Linked DNA regions of Anas platyrhynchos: region 2 is linked to region 1. Evidence: chromatin contacts called from public Hi-C data. All regions are on one chromosome and are shown on one strand. The core of a region is the stretch at or near the end of the contact, and the rest is flanking DNA. Distances in the headings are between cores, read along the strand shown.

Region 1 (2,700 bases), core at 101-2,600:
CCCGGCCCTAAAGCACCGCGATGCCCCCGGGGGGGCTCGGGCCGGGTGCTGGGGGGGGCTCTCGGATCTCACCGCCCGGCCTCGTCCCCTCACAGGGGCACGGAACCGACTCCCTGAGCCCCCCCCCTCCCCCGGCCGGGACCTGTCAGAGCCCCCCCCCCGCCTCAGCGGCCGCCCCCAGCCCCTCGGGACCGCGCTGCCCGGGCCCTGTGAGCCCCAAAAAGCAGCCGGGACCCCCCCGGGACCCCCCCCCCCCCGTCCCTCTCTTCTTTCCCCTCAGCTCCCCCCCGGAGCCCCCTGCCCGGCGGCGGCTGAGGGGGGAGAGCACCGGGGGGGGGGGTTACACCGAGGGGGTGGCGACTACAGGGGAGGGGGGCGACACCGGGGGGGTGACAAGCACTGAGGGGGGAGCACCGGGAGGGGGTGAAGCACTCAGAGAGTGACACCGGGAGGGGGAGCACCGGGGGAAGGGTTACACCGGGGGGGGTGAGGACCAAGGGGGGGGAAGCACCGGAGGGTTTAACACCGGGGGGGGGGCACCGGCACCCCTGGGCCGGCACCACAGCGCCCCCAGCCCCCGCCGCTCCGCGCCTGCACCGCCGAGCCCGGCCGGCTCCCCGCGCCCCCCCCGGCCGCACACCCCACACAAAGTCCCGGCACTCGGCAAACTTTTTCCCCCGGCCGCCCCCCGGGGGTTGAAGGAAGCGGCTGGGAAGCCGGGAGAAGAGGGAAAAGGACCGAGAGGAGCCCCGCGGAGCGGCGGCGGCCCCGGGGTGCCGGAGAGGAGGAGGAGGAGCGGGGAGGAGGGGGGGGGGAGCCGCGCAGGGGAAGCGGGCAGAGGGCAGCCCGGGACGGAGCGGGCTGGAGCGGCGGCGGCGGCCCCGGGAGCGCCGGCTCCGGCGCCATCTTGGGCTGATCGATGAATTGAACAAAGGGGATCGATTTCCGATGGGGCCGCCGATCGGGAGTTGGGGGGGGGGGGCGAGTGGGGGGGCGAGCGGAGCGGCGCGGCCGGGCGGAGCGGGGGGATCCTGCGGGCGGCTGCGGGAGGAGGAGGAAGAGGAGGAGGAGGAGGAGGAGGAGGAAGGAGGGGGGGGGGGAGGCCGGGCCCGAGGGAAGGCGGAGAAGGGGAAGGGAAGGGGGGCGGGGGGGGGGGGTCCGGCGGCGCGGCCCGGCCGGTGCGGCGAGCGGGGGGAGCCTGACCTGCAGCTGCTGTAAATCAAAGCGCTTCCAATATTGAAACATCGATCCCACATTGGCCGCCATCTTGAGACATATTGAGACAGAGTGAGCGGCTGATCGAGGGAGAGAGAGGGGCTGGAGTTCGGGAGCCGGGAGGGAGGGGGAGGGAGGGAGGGAGGGAGGGAGAGAGGGAGGGAGGGGGGAGGAGGAGGGGCGGGGGGGGGCAGGGGGCGGGAGGCGGCCGGGGAGCGCCCAAATCCCGGCCTGGAGCCCGCCGGCGGCCGGAACGCGGAGTCAGCCCCGTGCGCTTGGGGGGGGGGGGGGGAGTAAAGGGGGGGGCGGTGCGATCATAGGGAGCCCCCCCTGTGTGTGTGTGTGTGTGTGTGTGTGTGTGTGTGTGTGTGTGTCATCACCCCCACACCCCTGCTTGGGGGGGGGGGAGCACGGCTGGGGAGGGGGGACGACTGGGGGGGTGCTTTGGTTTGGGAGGGGTATTGGGTTTGGGGGGGGGACACTTGGGATTAGGGGGTGATTGGGGATTTAGGGGAGAATTAGGATTTGGGATTTTGGATTTTGGATTTAGGGGGGATTTAGGGAAGGGGGGCATTGCCCACAGCCCCCCCCCTCCAAGCTTGGCTCCCCCCCAGTGTGTAGGTGGCTGTGGGGGGAGCAGGGAGCCCCCCACGTCCCCACCGGCCGCGCCGTCGTTAGCGGGGTTCATGGGGGCGCGGGCAGACGCCCATGGGGCCACTGCCGCTGGCCGCCGGCTCGGAGGGGGCGGCTCGCACCGAGGTTGGAAAATCAGCTCATAGCTTCGTGCGGCATAGCCATAGAAACGGAGATCACAAGGATGCAATAACTTATTTTGTTCTAAACAATAACGTGTCCGTAAGCATGATTTATTCCGTCCCCCAAATCCTTGCGCCCACCCCGATGAGCGTGGTGGCTTTGGGGTGCAGCTCGGCCCCACAAGCTCAGGGTGTGCAGCCCGAGCACCCGCTGTGTCCCCACAGCGTGCCCGCTGCCTCGCGGGTGGCCCCACGGGACTGAGCCCGCTGCACCGCGCTCCCCAAACACCGCTCGCGCTGCCTTGGCGAAAGGCAAAGAAACAGATCTTCCTCCGGCAAAGTGAGCGGTGGTGGATTTTTCATCAAACAGTATTTGATCACCAAGAGAATTTAGCGCTGGCTCAAGTCGGCGGGCTGACTACTTGAAAATGGCTCTGTCTGTCTTTGGAGAAGTTACGGCACCGACAGCGGCGGAGCGGCTGCTGCAGACTATTTCCCAATCTGCCGCCGTCCTCCTTTGGAGGAGCACCATCGCTTCAGCCTCCATTTCCACTTTTTGCTGAGGCTGCTGCTCACAAAGCTCCTAATTGCGACTGGCGGGTTTTATGTTAACGAGTCCCACCTAAGGATCACCCCGACAACTGTAGACCTTCGCATTTTTAGTTGGCCGTCCCGGGAATAAAACTAATGGCACTAGGGTACGAGGACACCGGGCCTCTGCCTGCCCGGC
Region 2 (2,797 bases), core at 54-2,553, 69 kb after region 1:
ATAATTTTAAGAGCAGTGTGAGAGAGGCAGAGAAACCCCTTGGGAGCAGGGGTAAAGTCATCATCACATTAAGTGAGTATTCTCTTGTGATTGTGCTCTGATGTGAAATAGAGTGAAAATGATGGGATTTTTTTTCCCTTTAATTTATTGGAAATGTGAACAGTTCAGTTTAGCTTTAACATATTTTGTATCTGCTTTATTGAGGGTGTGCTCTGAGCAGGGCTTTTTGGCTTTGTACTCCGTAGATTTTGCTTCTTGCCTCACTTGTGTTTTTTTTTGTTTGCTGAAAGTAGAGGCTTGGGTGAAAAGTAGCCATAACATTTCCGATACTGGAAACACACTAAATTCATTCCTTGTAAGCCAGGGATGATGAAACTCCACAGCTTCTCAGGGTCACTCAAGAGGTTCTGCTCATGAGAATTATATCCAAGCTTTTCTTCCAGCCCCTCCTGTGTGCCACCAGCCGGGCAGGCCACGAAGCCCAGAGCTCTTCCAGCAGCAAGCCCACTATTCCCTCATGCTGCCTTTCTGTCCTGCTGCCCATCGGAGGACGTTGCTGCCTGCAGATTAACATCTGAAATGGCTTCAGTCGTGAATAAGCAGCACATTGTGGTCAGCTGTGAGCCAGACTGCTGCATTCGTGAAGGATGAGGAAGGTGGGTGACTCACGTGGCTCAAGCAGATGGAAGGCGACCTCTGGGCCAGCCCTCGTCGTCCAGAGAAACGTAATCTCAGAGCTGAACAACTCGTAGTACGTCTGGGTCCAGTTCCGAGCTTTTTGGGCAGAAATCAGATGACATGCAGCTTACGGCCGAGTTTGTGTTTAATTAGATTAGCTCCAATCTGAAATGGAGCCGCTTTGGAGCGTGTGAACCAAAGCTAGATAAAGACTCCCACAAACCCCTGCAAACTGGAAATTTATAGGTCTCGCCCTGTATTTATTTGCTGTGGCTCAGTTCAGGGTGAAAGGTACAGCTCAGCTGCCACAGCTGGCCTTTTCTTTTTTTTTTCTGGTCCACGTTTCTTTCTGTAGCCCGCTCTACTTTGTTTGCCAGCAGATCGTCTGCAACCAGATTGGCTGGGGCTGGGATCGCTCTGCTCCGCTCCCTTAGCAAACACACGAGGTCTGAGAGGTGTCTGGCTGCGTGTAATGAAATGAGCTGACTGGCACTTTAGCGTTCCCCTGTGTAGGAGCGTCTTAGGAGTAAGACACTTAATTATTATTAACGTTCTAATTGGCCTGTGCGAGTGCAGATGTGCGTGCGTGGCTGCGCTGCCTGGCTCACCATCGGGGCAGGAGCTGCATCCCGTGCTCCCCGGCCCAACTCGCTCCCCCTGAACCCAGCAGAGCCTCGTGGCTGCTGCAGTCCCTATCTCCTAACCTTCTGCCGCTTCCAGTAGCAAAACCCCAAGCAGCCTAAATGTGAAGGGAGGGGGGGGGAAGAAAGTAACTATAATAAAGAAACATTAACAGGAAAAGAACATCTTGGTAAGGTCTACAGATAAGAACGGTAAGAATTGTTCTCGCCGAGTATTGTCTGCAGTACAACATGTCCTGTATGCTTTAGCTGCTGCTCCGTGCCAGCATATAGGGAGGACATTAGCTCTTAATGGGAAACATTAGGTGTTTAAATCAAGAACATTTTTCCACAACGCCAAATTCTGTCAGGTGACTGCTGAAAGCCTCGGTTGAGGCTCTGCTCCCCGGAGTTACTTCTTTGTTAGAGGCTTGCCACCTAGTGCTGTACTTCGGTACTGCTCTTCCCTTCCTTTTGCCCGGACTTGGTGCTGGAAAAGCTGATTTAAATTTTTTTTTATTTAACAGGAGTGGCAGTTGCTACATGCATGGACTGCTTGGCTTTTAGCTTCTGCAAAGAGCTCTGTTTGCTCGGAGACGAGCAGCAGTACTTGTTGTTCCAGGGGAAGGTGCAGCTTGTGCACACAAAGTACATAGGAACAGGGGAGTTATTGCAGGGCTGTCCCTTTACCCTGCTTTGGCAGCGAAGCAGCCTGAAAATGGATGGCTACAATTTATAGCAGGGTGCTGCCTTAGTGTGAAACTGCAAATGACGGTCAGTTCTGCAGGGTACAAAGATTTTTTTGATGCTTCCACGATCGTCTGGCGGAGAACAAACACTATTCTTATAAGCTCACACTTTGGAAAAGCATAAAAGAAACTGGCAATTTAAAATAGCTTCCTTTGTGCTCAGACCATCTCTCTGAAAGACATAATCTGACCATTCAACTGTATTTACAGCTCTCCCCTTCTGGTGAGTTATAATAAAAACAGAAGCAAGATCCTTAGCTTCCTGTATCTGCACTTAATTTAGCATTAACACTAAAACCATCCTACTCTTTTATACTGCAGGAATGGTTTCTACTGCCTTTATCCTTGTTAAGAACAGCATCTCACACTACGGATTGTTTTTACAGAAATCAGTAAGACTTAACTATTCTTACAGTAAAGCTCATGGTGCCACAATCTGACCTGGGGTTATTTTGCTAATGGAGATCTCTCTGCTTTGGCAGTGCTGGATTTCTCCCTACATATTACAAAAAATACTTGATCTCAGACTCTGAAAGGTGCTGAGCAGCTGCGGTTCCCACCAGGGCTGGTGACTGTAGAATACGTTCCACATCAGCCCAGGCTCTGCTCATCATGTTTATTTGACAGGCAATAACCTTTTTATTGAACCCAGCACATTACGCTGATGATCCACCCTTCAGCAAATATGATTGTAATAATCACTCGGTATTTATTTAACAGCCAATTGCTGTCTTTTGGGAAAGAGTCGAT

What was found. A called contact is a pair of places that touch in the nucleus more often than the background predicts.
Region 2: a contact with region 1 is called in a Hi-C map of F1 follicle, with 2.1 times the contacts expected there. The contact joins the enhancer-like site here to the promoter of CUX1 in region 1. A contact is called at or near these places in 3 of 8 Hi-C or Micro-C datasets (F1 follicle, skeletal muscle and small yellow follicle).

Annotation. Positions count from the first base shown.
Region 1 is chr20:7,240,023-7,242,722 of IASCAAS_PekinDuck_T2T, forward strand. It overlaps CUX1 (cut like homeobox 1), which reads right to left and starts at 1,351. Exons shown (of 23, transcript XM_038165931.2): 1 at 1,204-1,351. The coding sequence starts at 1,266.
Region 2 is chr20:7,308,663-7,311,459 of IASCAAS_PekinDuck_T2T, forward strand. All of the region lies in intron 1 of LOC139999134 (a long non-coding RNA gene), which reads left to right. The region is part of intron 2 of LOC119713293 (a long non-coding RNA gene); the gene reads right to left. Among named protein-coding and RNA genes, the nearest start is that of MYL10, 43 kb to the right of the region's middle. Within about 2 kb of position 1,304, at least 6 of the 8 cell types and tissues checked have an H3K27ac peak or open chromatin away from gene starts, as enhancers often do. A contact at or near this core is called in F1 follicle, where this site is marked.